Linked DNA regions of Sus scrofa: region 2 is linked to region 1. The links are chromatin contacts, called in public Hi-C maps. All regions are on one chromosome and are shown on one strand. The core of a region is the stretch at or near the end of the contact, and the rest is flanking DNA. Distances in the headings are between cores, read along the strand shown. Region 1 holds the start of OTUD6B (OTU domain-containing protein 6B). Region 2 holds the start of RIPK2 (receptor-interacting serine/threonine-protein kinase 2).

Region 1 (6,576 bases), core at 581-3,080:
ATCTAAAACCCATGCAATAAACCAGATAAGATGGTAACAATTCAGTATTCACTTTCTGGAGTAAGACTGTTCTGATTTTGAACTCTGGCTTTGGTACTTAATAGCTGTTATAAAATCAGAACAAAGGTTTTAATCTGAGTCTGTCTCCCATTTGAAAAAGGGGGTTATCTACACTTACTTCAAAGGTAATACTTCATAGTGTGTTACTGTGGGAATTATATGAGATAACACATGTAACACGTTAAAGTGTATTGCAGACAATACATTGTGCATGGCTACGGTGATGAAATAAATATTAGCTAAAATGATGATAGTTAACAGACTCCAATTTAACCAAGAAACGTCAATACATTTCCATTCATTACAAATTGTTAATAAAGAACTTTTTTTTTTTACTACTTCTCTTGGAGCATATGGAAGTTCCCAGGCTAGAGGTAGAACTGGAGCTGCAGCTGCTGGCCTACACCACAGCCACAGTTAACACCTGATCCAAGCCACATCTGCAACCTCTCCTCCTTAAAAGGAGAGGTTGCTTAAAAAAAAAAATCAGTAATATTTATATCATATGAATGTGAAGAAATTTATGCTCAAGAAAGTTAAGCAGCTTACAATCCAATAACCAATTGCCCAGGTTACAATCCTATTTAATGTCAAGTCTAGAAGACTGGTCTTCCAACCTCCATTTGGTGAAGCTTCCTCTAGTCCATCTTATCAATCTGTTCATCTTTGGGGCAAGTGAACAGTTAAAGAAGTGGACTTTCTTTGCTGTCCTCCCTTAAAAAACACACTCATGTAAATCTGGTCAGAAAAATATCAGAAAGGTGATGCGAGAGATTTCTTTCCCTCCAATTTTGTGATTTATATATAAGTAAACGGTTTAAGAGAAGTGCACAATTGCTATCAAATGCTGTAGACAAAAAAGGAACATTACTTCACATACTTTACTCTCCTTAGAAGTCAGCTTCAATTGCTCCAGTTCCTTTCTATGTTTCTGTTCCATTTCTGCTTCTAACTTAGCAACATCTTCAGTGAGTTGCTTCCTCCTCTTTTTGTCATTCTTGGGAACAACATTCTTCATACTCTGAATTTTGGCTGGAAAGCCACGAAAATCATTAGATCAAAAACCCAGGGATTCAGAAGAAACAAGAAATAGTAACAATAAGAGGATGGTAAGAGAGGAGGGTTTAGAAGTAATTATAATAGCAAGAAGAGTAATTACATAATAGTTACAGAGAAGAGCCCAGAAAAATATGGACTGCCCCCCCAACCCCAAATAAAATCTAGTAACACAACCGTCAGTTTGGTGTGGTAGGAGTAAAAAGAAAAAAAAAAAGACTCAAGTTTTTAAATCTTTCAAGCATCCCTTCTGAGGAACTAGGGAAGGAATAGGAAATGGAGCTGGGAGAGGGCCCTGTGTCCAAGTTCGTAGTTTCCAGGTGTTTCCAGGCACCCGCACCAGGACGGTAGCGGACTTAAGAAGCAGCTTCCGAAGATCTGGGGGATTATGGGACCCAGGGGAGGCGGGAGGGAAGAAGTTACTGGTTACTCTGGAGAAGCCTCGGAAGATCCAGCTCCGGAACTGGCCCGCCACGCGCCCTTCCCTGGGCCCTGGCGTCTTCTAGGTTCCCATTCCCCGTCACCTTGCAACTCCTTCTTCTCTTTGCGATGCCTTCTCACCAGCTGCTCCTCCTCATCAAGCTCCTCGGTCAAGACTGCCTCCATGACGACCAGGTAAGCCCAGCACACGCGCGGGAAGAAACCAGCACGACCAGCTACAGAGCACCTTCCACCCTTCAACCCTCACCTTCGGCGCCATTGGCCGCAGCTGGGACCCAGCCCCGCCTTCAAGGCGGTACCGGATCTGAGCCGAGCCTTAGGAGCGAGGAGGAAGAATGGCGTACTAAGCATGCGCACCCCCGCGTGACGCGCTCTGATGGGACGGGGCGGGGCGGGGCGGGGCGGGGCGGCGGGGGTGGAGCGCAACGGTTTGTGGGGGTGTGGCTTAACCGACTGAAGTTTGCAGCCTGCAGTTGACCCCGTCGCTAGAGCGCTTTTGGCAGTAAAGCTACTGTTGCGTCTGCTGACCAGGCCGTGAAGCGCGCAAAGATGACGTTGTAGAAACCATTTTGGATGTTCTTTTTGTTTTGTTGGGTACCTCGGACCGTGTCCTTTAATCTTCGTTTTTGGTTCCATTACTAGGAAGTTCTTTTCAAAAGGTAAGAAGGAAAAATAAAAAAATTTCAGTGAAACTTTTAATAAGTATGAATGAGGATCTTTGTGCTGCGTAAATCAAACAGTAGGGAATTAAGTTCTGTTTATTATTTTCAAGGTTATAATACCGCAGTTCCGAAGAAAAACAGCTAAGTAATTGAGAAAATGCCGCCTCTTGAAACGCCTGTAGCGATGGAAACAGAAGAGATAATAAGGACTAAGTATCATAGAACACAGGAGTTTAAAGACCTAATCTCAGTGATAAAGAAGCTATTGTCAGAGCGTTTGAAAAGTATCAGGGAATTGAGATAACGGAAATGTGCAAGCCTGATGGGGCAGGAGATCGATTTACTTAAGTTAAGCCAAACGAGAAATTTTTACAGCATGCAGAAAAAAAGAAAAGAAATCAAGTAAAGCGAAGAGACACCTAGAGGGCCTGTCCAGGAGGTACAATCTTGGCATAATAGGAATACCTGAAACAGGACAAATCAAATGAAGCTGAAACTATAATTAAGGAACTAATCGTAGAAAAATCTACAGAGTTGAAGAAGGAACCAGATCTGCAAATGGAAAAATTAACAGGGTATCATTAAAATTTAATGAAAGCAACACCCTGACATATCCTGGTGATATTTTTAATTTGAAGGGATAAAGAAAAACTTCTACAAGTATCCAGAGAAAGCAAGTTTCTTTACATGGGTGAAAGTCAGGCTGACTTCACATTTTTCACTTGCAAGTCTTAAGTGCCAGAAAACAATGGAACAATGTCTTCAGAGTTTTAAGGAAAAATAATTTTGAAACAAGTATTATATACTCTGCCAAGTTATCATTTCTGTACCAAGGCAGCTGGAAGACATGAAGGGGTAAAGAAAATGTATCTTTTGAAGTTCCCCTTGTGGCTCATCAAGTAAGGCAAGAACCCATCAAGTAAGGCGTATCCCCAAGAATGCTGTTTGATCCCTGGCCCCACTCAGTGGATTAAGTAGCCAGTGTTGCCCTGAGCTGGGGTGCAGGCTGCAGCTCCTATCCATATTCCCTGGGTGCAGGCCTAAAAAATAAGAAATTGCATCTTTCAAGTACAATCCTTGACAAAGTTGCTAAATGATATTTAGCTAACAACATGAATTAAAATGCCTCGAGGAAGCAATTGTATGAGAAAGTTACCGGTAAATATTAAACTAGTTAAACAGCATTAAAGTCAAATTGTTACATAGAGTTACAAAACGAAATGCAAAAATAAATTTGTAAATCCTGTCTAAAATTTCAGTTTAGGTCCTTTTAAATTGTGAAAAGGCATGCCAAACATTTAATGAATAGTTTTATTTTTAGCATTATAATATAGATAAAGATATCCATGTTCCTAAGCTAAACAAGTAGATAACAGGACTTTGTCACTGTGGACAGAACCTGTAGAATAACGGTATATCAAATGTTAATCTGACAAAATAGGAAAACCTGTCAATCAAATTTGCTATTCCCTATTTTTAAATACCGAGGGTGGGGGGAATAGCAAATTTGTCTGTAATGTAATATTGGTAGTGTAAAAAAAATTCCCATATCACTGGTTGGGGGGCGGTAGTAGTTTAAAACCTTGTTTTATATACATCTTGCCTACAGAAAATCAGTACCTATTGCTTCATGTAGTAGCTCATTCTAGTAAATTTGAAAATGAGATAACAAATAAAAATAGAAAACATTCCAGTTTTTTGGATTGGAGAGGAGGTGGTGAAAAACAGCATTAAAGCATTGAAATTAGATTGACACAGGAATATAGCTAAGTTATTTCACTCATAAACTGGTTAAATATTCCTACCAAAAAGATTAAAATTGGATCAAAAATCAATCTCTAACCCTGGATACATTAGTATAAAACAAAGGATAAAAGAGTTTAAAGACAATGGAAACTATAAGTCATAGAAATGGATGTAGGGAGCAATATTTTTATTAGAACTCAAGCTTATAAAATATAAGTTCTTGTGATATTTAAGAAGCTTTATGTGGTAAATAAATGGCATTCATATGTAAAACAAATGTTCAGTACTTTGATGTGAGTGTTTTAATGATGTACACGTTATTGGACTCTGAGTTCATACTTATTAATCAAGTAAATGATGGAGTTCTCATCACGGCTCAGCAGAAATGAATCTGACTAGCATCCATGAGGACGCAGATTCGATCCCTGGCCTTGCTCAGCATTGCCGTGAGCTGTGTGTGGTGTGAGCTGTGGTGTAGGTCGCAGACATGGCTCAGATCTGGTTTTGCTGTGGCTGTGGCATAGGCCAGCGGCTATCCCTCCGTTTCCACCCCTCGCCTGGGAATCTCTATATGCAGCTCTGTGGCCCTAAAAAGACAAAAGACAAAAAATGAAAAGTTGAGATGGTTAAGGAGTTGTTAAATAGTTGAGGTGTGTGTGTATTTGCATTCTTTTCATATTGTACAGAAACATTTCTAAATTATTTAATACTAGGGTATGGGGAAAACTTAAATTTCTAGAAAGCACAAATGATCACATTGCAAAAAAGCCTACAAACTAAGTCTAAATGCTGAAGTCACACACTTTTTCAAATGCTCTTAGGTAACTTTTGGGTCAGAAAGGAAATTATTGGAGTTCCCATCATGGCTCAGTGGTTAACAAACCTGACTGGTAACCATGAGGTTGTGGGTTCAATCCCTGACCTCACTCAGTGGGTGAGTGGCCTCATTCAGTGGGACCAGGCATTGCCATGAGCTGTGGTTCGGTTGCAGATTTAGCTCAGATCCCACATTGCTGTGGCTGTGGTGTAGGCTGGCGGCTACAGCTCTGATTAGACTCCTCACCTGGGAACCTCCATATGCCACAGGCGCAGCCCTAAAAAAGATACACACACAAAAAGGAAATTATAACAAATGCTGATAATTTAAGAACTGCAACAATTAGGACTTTCTGAAATATATGGATTATGAAATGGGTGTACAAAAGGTAAGAAACTAAGCATGGGAACACTAGATGAAAAATGGAATATACACCTAGGAAAGACCTAGTAACTGGACCTTTTAAATTTTGCTACCTCCGACTCTAAGTAGTGGATTTACTTCAATATAATATTCTCAGTGCCATAGTTAACTTCTTAGTGACAGATTTTTCCCAACTGAGTTTTATCATGATAGATTCTAAGGAGCTAACAGTTGACTCTCAGAAGCCAAATTCTCTTCTATCACCAGCACCACACATGTCACTGTTTTTATTCTCCCTCTCTCAGATCTCCATAGAATACCTCTTGTTCTATGTCATTTTATTGAAAAGTATAGTCTTCAGAAAAGTAGCATCAGCATTGCCTGGATGCTTGTTAGAAATACGGTATCTCAGATTAATAGCAGCATGGGATTAGATTATAAAATGTTATGCATCTACAAGACTGTCTCACACAATGTATTATAAATATTTAATAAATGTTAAAATAGTATTAGAATCTAGAAACAGGTTTGCTTAAGCCATATTATTGTATGAGAGATTTTGTGATTGAATTTAAGCTATTGCAGCATCCCTATTTGAATTAAAGATTTGGTCACATTTTCCAAATATTTCAGGTGAGAATTGGTACTCCTGTTTTTCTTCAGTCTTGGAAATTTGTAAAGATGAGACACAAAGGAAACTTCAGATTGAACAATTCAAATTTTAAATTTTGAAGGAGTAGAATTTAAAATGGTAAAGAAAGAATGAGCCTTTCTCTAGTGAATAAAATAACCATGGAATAGATTTAAATTAGATGTTTCAAAGTTTCTGTATAAAATCAGACATCCATCTACAGCAGCTATAAAGGGCCTGAATTATATATAGTGGGTAACAGGTGGATAAATAGCATTGGCAGTAATTGGAACAGTAGCTCTAGCAAGTTACACACAGGACATTTTAATTCTTAAATGTTCTGTTCCCCCAAAGGTGATAGATAACACCCTTGTATTAGCAAAGGTGGGCTAGACCAGTACTGCTCAAATTTGAATATGCGAATAAGTTGGGAGGATCATATTAAGATGGAGATGTTGATTTACCAAATTTAGAGTAAAGCTGAGATTCTGTATTCCTTGCACGCCTGGGTTGTTGATGCTGCCAGTCTGGGTGCTTACCACACTTTCAGGTAGAATAATAACAAAACCTATGCTGTATATACTATCCATGAAAATGAGGCTCAAAATCAGTAATTGGCTTAAGACCACACAGTAAGTATTAGAAACAAATCTGATTTCAAGACTAATTTCTATCATCTACATAATCCTGCCTTTCATCCATACCACAGTACCTACTTAGAGGATCATGGAGAGGATAAACTTTACATAATAATGAAGAAAGCCCATTACCTCAGAGAAGGTACATATGCCGAAAACAGT
Region 2 (6,471 bases), core at 2,521-5,020, 1.3 Mb after region 1:
CGTATTTGTCTCAAGAGATGTAGGTCAACAAGGCAGTTATTGAGTAGGAAATTTGCAGAGACAGGATGGACCTGAAGGTTCCTGGATACTATGAGAAAGAACTATAGAGAGGGCATTTTAGGGAAATCTTAGTGATACTTAACGTAATAATGCCTCCTCCTTTTAAGAGTATGAGGCATTCTTCCTTCTCCCATGATCATATTAAGTGTCAGCCACTTTATAGTCACCATCATCCTAAGACCAACCCTTTAAAGTTGGTTTCTTTTGTTTATCTCCACTTTATATATGAAGGTGCTCTGGCTCAGAAAAATTAGTAATTTTCTAACCATCATACCAACCATAAGTGGCAGGGTTGGAGTCAGATGTGAATTGTTAATTGTGGGATTCTAAAGCCTTTGTTCTTTCCATTCACTGCTTGATCAGAGAAGAAAAGTTCTTGAAGTCAGATTTTGGGAAGAATGAGTGATTAGGAAAACAGAAAAAGCCAAAACAGGTTAAAAATAGGTTTTTATATTTTAAAAATAAAAATGTAAAATACAACTTCTACAGACACATCACCAAAACCACACAAATCAAAATTTTAGGGAGTTCCTATCTTGGCCCAGTGGTTAAAGAATCTGACTAGAAATCATAAGGTTGTGGGTTCAATCCCTGGCCTTGCTCAGTGGGTTAAGGATCCGGCGTTGCCGTGAGCTGTGGTGTAGGTCACAGACGTGGCTCGGACCCCACGTTGCTGTGGCTGTGGCGTAGGTCAGTGGCTACAGCTCCGATTAGACCTCTAGCCTGGGAACCTCCATAAGCCGTGGGTGTAGCCATAGAAAAGACAAAAAGACAAAAAGACCAAAAAAAAAAAAAAATTCAGTCACAAAACAGCTATGTTGTCTACACAGGGTGTTCATAAAACCAATCAGACTCATCTACTCATAAGGAGTTGGAAGACTATTGAAGGACCACTCATTGGGCAGAAGTCAGGTTATAGAGAACTCACCAATCACTAAAATAAGAATGAACATGTGACAGCACATAAATTTATTTTTCTTTCATGATTCCAAAGAACAAAGCAAACATTATCCACACCAGAGCCCAAGAAGTACATGTATTTGTATGCCTGGCTTTACAAGTGAGGAAATAGACACCTGTGAGTCAACAGCACAGCCTAGCCCTATGCTCAGACTACCAAAATACTGCTAATGTTAACATTCTAGGTAATAAGTGGGAGAAAAAAATGTGATGCAGTAATGCCAAAGCGTATCACTGGTTTTTATGGTTTCTTTGACAACAGAGTTAGTCTCCTTCCAAATTTAGTAAAGAATTTTAGATTATAAAAATTGTTAATGAGCATGGAAAGGAAACTCCATCTTCATTTCTTGGCCCCAAATGGCACAAAACTTAAATTAAAATCTTGAGAAGCAGATCCAAAATGGATCAATTTGCTTTAAAATACCTAATGAGTACATAAGTACTAGACTTCTACATTTTAAAACAGTTGATTCTAAAATATGTCCGCCTTCTTTAATCAATCACCACTCTTCAGAGCTGACTACATTCACATACACAACATTGCCCAGGACCTGCTCCACAGAATTCAAGGCCCAGGATAAACACACCCTGTATATCAGTAGGTCTGGATTATGGTACACAAAAAGTGTGAAAAATATCTAAAGATGTCTCAAACTTACTGTAAGATCTAGTCCATCCAAGCCTGACAACAAGAGAGCAAAGAAAAGCCCCAGGCAGATGAAAGTTAAATATTAGCAGTGCTGAAGCTGAGGAATTAATCTGCTATTGGATGCCTACAGCCTCTGGCCAATCAGGCATCTAGCATGATGTATTTTCACTTTAGACACAGGGAGGAGGAGAGGAGAATGTTGCAATCATGAATGTTAACTCACTAAGAATTGAATACAGGGCCTAGTTAAATTCCTGTTGGAAAGAAAATACACAAGACTGCTGACTAGATCACTGACTAATACATATGGTTCAAAGACTTTTCTGGAAACAGAAACCATTGCTAGCTGTCCCTTAAAAACTGGACAACTGCACTAATATTGTTGCTGGATTTGAAAGACATTCAAAAATTTTGGTCATATAACCATCTTCTGATTTTGGTTTATTGTTAGCAAAAAACAATATGTATTTCCTCTAGGGACAGGCTTCCTTCTCTGTGAGACTAAGGGTAGAAACCAAACTGAATTGAATTTGATATCTAAACTTTCATGACTACATGTAGCGAACCAAAACAACAATAAAAAGCCAAAACTGAAACATCCCTGACTCTAGAGCCATGCTGTGCAATAAAAATATGTGAGCCACACAATTAAAAATTTTCTAGCAGCCACTTTAAAAGTAAAAAGAAACACCTGAAATGAACTTTAATATATTTATCCCAGTGTATCAAAAATATCATCTTAGCATATCAATATAAAAGTATTAATGATATATATAATTTTTTCAATAGTGAGTGGTAGAAATCTGCTGTGTATTTTACACTTAGAGCACATTTCAGTTCAGAAAGCCACATTTCAAGTGCTCAAAAGCCACCTATGGTTAAGAGCTACCTATTGGGTAGAAACCCATCTACAAAAACAAAAAAACAAAAAATCAAAAAAACCAAAAACCCCAAAAAACAACAACAAAAACAGAAAAGAAGGGGTGAAAACAAAGCAAACAAAATCCAATTTCAGTAAAGAGGACGTTTAGAGTTGGGCTGTGACTGCAGATTTTTGGTGCCTGGAGAAAGTAAGGCCAAGGAGAGAAGGCTGTGAAAAGAAGTGCGATGGCTGCTGCATCTTCAGAGAAGCCAGTTTTCCCTATCAGGTTAGCCCTGAGCCTTGAAGGGCTGCCTAGCAGTGACGAATGGTAGGGCCGACTCCATGGTCACCGTCGTTTGGGCAGAAGAGCCCGCCAGCCCAGGGTTGGAGCCAGAGGGGACAGGGCACATACATTTCGGGACTCCGCGGGGGAACCGCTGGGGAGACTTACCTGTCAAGCAGTGGGGTGTGGATGTGCAAGTGCTTTACGGCCACCTGGATGCGCCAGTCTGCGTGGCGGGCGGACGACACGGTGCCGGACGCGCCACGGCTCAAGTAGCACAGGTCAGCGAGCTTTCGGTACGGGATGGTGGGCAGGGCGCTGCAGATGGCCTCCTCGTTCATGGTGGCGGGCGGCGCGGGCACTCGGCCACCAGCCGGTTCCGGGTGTGCCCGCTGTTCCCGCGGCTCCGTCCCAGCGCGCTCGGGGCGGCCAGCCCTCCCCGCTGTTGGACGCTAGGTCACGAGGTCATCCATTCCCCGAGCAGCCCACACCAAGCCGCAGCGTTTCCCGAGCCCGAGTACTCCTCTAGAGACTGGGGTCGCTGGGCGGGTGGAGGAGGAGCTTCCTCTCAGGCGCAGCCACCAGAGCCCGCCCTTCGGGGCTCCTCCCTCCCTAGACTTCTCAGTCGACGTCAGCGACTGACGCTAAAGCGACGAAGAGGGCCCCGGTACAGCCCGCGGTCCTTCCAGCTGGCTCCGGCCTCGATATGAGGCCAGGATTTCTGCCTGGTGGCGCCCAGAAAACCCGTGCCGCTTCGGCGGGGTACGGGCGGGCTTGGGATGGGGAAGGGAACCAGAGGCGCTCAATTTTGTCTTCTCTCCCCCCACCTGCTAGGTTTGGAAAGTTTGCTTTTGGGCACAGTTCCTCTCTGCAGCCTCATACCGGGCAGCAGCCCCCCCCCCCCCCCCTTACCCCGGAGGAATTTCCTCTGGGCCCCGAGTGTTCCGGGAGTCGCTAAACCCCGGAGGGGTGGCGGGGCGGGTGTGATGACTGACAACTAGGACTGTGCGCCTGCGCAGAATGTGCTTTGAGGGAATGCAGTGGTGACTAACCAGGACTCAGCTCTTGAACCCAGTGAGTCAGATAGGGGTAAATTTACCTGCCTATCTGAACTCCAATCTTCCATTACTTCCAGCTACTTCAGTCTTGAGGGGGTGGATTGTCGGAGTTTAACCCCGACAAAAAGTTCAGCTGTTTAGTTCACTATGAGACCTATTTCTCTTACTCCTTCCCCCACCCCCAAAGTCCACAATTATAGACAGAGATTGAAAAATAACCTTCAGTCTCTCCTTCCCTCTGATTCCAGGTAAGACTGAAAACGCTTGTCTTATAGATCTGGGAAGAAAACAGTGTTTAATGTCAGTCAGAAAAAACTGCAAACATCTGTTCATCTTTTTACCTTAAACACTTTTCTACTGAAATGACTATTTTGCAAAGTGTGCGTGCAAATATATGCAATACCAAGATCATGCCAGACATTTAATGAATTCTAAGACAAAAGTAATAAGGAATGCCTGATTTCAATGAGAGATTTTTGCCTAAAGAGAATCGGTGCTTCCTTTTTTGTATTGTCTGAAATGATAGTGGCAATGTTACATTTTACAATAAATGGAAACTGTAATGAGAGTGTTTTAAAATTTGATCATTCAAAATAAAATGTCTAGCTTCAAAGATATGGTCTGATAATCTGTGGTTTATTACTTAATAAGCTTTTTGCTCAAAAAGTGCTCAGAAAACTTTTTCCTTTCATTCTTTCATCCAGTTAAAAAAGAGTTCCAAAGAGAGTAAAATGTAAATAAAGAGGAAATGATCAAAATAACAATTTAAGAAATTTTTCCAGTATCAAAGGACAAAGGTCTTCATATTGAAAGGGCCCATTAGCTCCTCACAGTGAATGAAAAAAGACCTATATCTTTAAAATTTTTTACATTTTTTGTTAGAGTATAGTTGATACACAGTATTATGTCAATTTCTGCTGTACAACATAGTGACCCAGTCATACTTATATGTGCATTTTTTTTCCTCATATGGTCTTCCATCATGCTCTACCCCAAGAAATTGGATATAGTTCCCTGTGTTGTACAGTAGGACCTCATTGCTTATTAATTCTAAATGTAATAGTTTGCATAAAGATACATATTAAAACACATCAATAAAAAGATAAGAACCCTAAGAAAGAAAAGATTCCAAAAGTTTTCGGAGGGAAGAAACAAAAAAATGAATGGGAATTAGAATGGCATTGGATTTCTCAATAATAATGATTTTATGCTAATGCACTGCAGAGATTTTTTTCAAATTTTGAAGGACAGTAGCTTTCAGCCTGGAATTCTGTAGTCAAACTATTAAGTATAAGAACAGAATAAAAACATTTGCACCTATATATAAAGACGCAAACATTTATTTTCCATCCATTTGCCTTTTTTTAAAGAAAGCTTCTAGAAGATGTGCTCCCACAAAATATGAGAGTAAAACAAAAAAAGAAAATGACATAGGATTCAGAACACAAGAACAGAAGAATATGAAGGGAAATATTAGGATGAAAGGTAAGTGGCAGAATTAGAGAGCAATCCATTTTCACTGGAGCAGGAGGAGGGCAGGCTCCAAGAAGAGAAACTAGTTAAAATAATTGAATTACAGATTACCTAATTTTGAGTATTTGGGTAGTTACATTCATAGGTGTTTGATAGATCTAATGATATATGTGATAAAACTGGACAGAATTTTTAAAAATATAAGCAAGTGAAAAAATGAGGTAATTATTAATTCTATGAAAAATAAAAATTATAGAGGAATGGAAACAGCATTTCTCCAAACTATTGTGGTAGTGAAAAGTTTAAGACTTTTTAAAGCTCTGAAATAGTAGTATATTATAAATCTCTAAGAAGGATAGAACATGCAGCATAGAGCTCTATAATTTTTATTTTTAATTATATTTTAAGTTTACTTTAGAAAATAAATGTATTTACACGGTTCTAATCCAGTAGATAATTAAGCAGAAGACCTAGATACCTCACAAATGAGGATATCTAAATAGCGAATAGTAAATAAATGTTAAGAGGTGCGTAACATTATTGGTCATCAGAGAACAAGTTAAAAAACAGTGCAGTATCACTACACAGATACAAGAATAGCTAAAATTAAAAAGACAGTATACCAAGTGTGGGTGATATTTTGTAGCAATTGGAACTTTTATACATTTTGCAGGAATGTCCGTTGGTATAAGCAGTTTTGCAAACCGCATGGAGGAATCTATTAAAATTTCTGGTACATATATCCTCAGCAATTCCTTGCCTACATATGTGGACATGCATATGCATAGACTATATATATAATATACTATAATATTCATAGTGCTATTTATAATAGCTTTAAATGGAGATTACCCAAATATCCATAAACAATGGAATGGGTAATTTGTGACACATTAACACAATGGGGTACTAAACAGCAATGATATTGAACAGTGTACAATACTGATCAAATGCAAAAACATAATACTGGATGCAAAAAAGCTAGACACAGAAGAGTACATTTTATGAGTCAATTTCTGTTAAATACAAAAACTATGCTTTTACAAATCAGGATAATGGTTATTCTTGTAGGGTGGATGTATTAACTAGAAGGGACATGATGAGGCTTCTGGTGTGATAGTAATAC

What was found. A called contact is a pair of places that touch in the nucleus more often than the background predicts.
Region 2: a Hi-C map of liver shows a contact between it and region 1, with 8 times the contacts expected there. The contact joins the promoter of RIPK2 here to the promoter of OTUD6B in region 1. A contact is called at or near these places in 1 of 47 Hi-C or Micro-C datasets (liver) and 1 of 2 datasets of contacts at active chromatin or transcription factors (alveolar macrophages).

The regions. Positions count from the first base shown.
Region 1 is chr4:45,791,440-45,798,015 of Sscrofa11.1, forward strand. It overlaps OTUD6B (OTU domain-containing protein 6B), which reads right to left and starts at 1,831. Exons shown (of 8, transcript XM_003125574.4): 1 at 1,736-1,831; 2 at 1,641-1,734; 3 at 941-1,092. The coding sequence starts at 1,816. LOC100516731 (a long non-coding RNA gene) reads left to right here and starts at 1,998. Exons shown (of 3, transcript XR_115866.4): 1 at 1,998-2,216; 2 at 2,330-6,576.
Region 2 is chr4:47,071,363-47,077,833 of Sscrofa11.1, forward strand. It overlaps RIPK2 (receptor-interacting serine/threonine-protein kinase 2), which reads right to left and starts at 3,771. Exons shown (of 11, transcript XM_021089139.1): 1 at 2,983-3,771. The coding sequence starts at 3,155.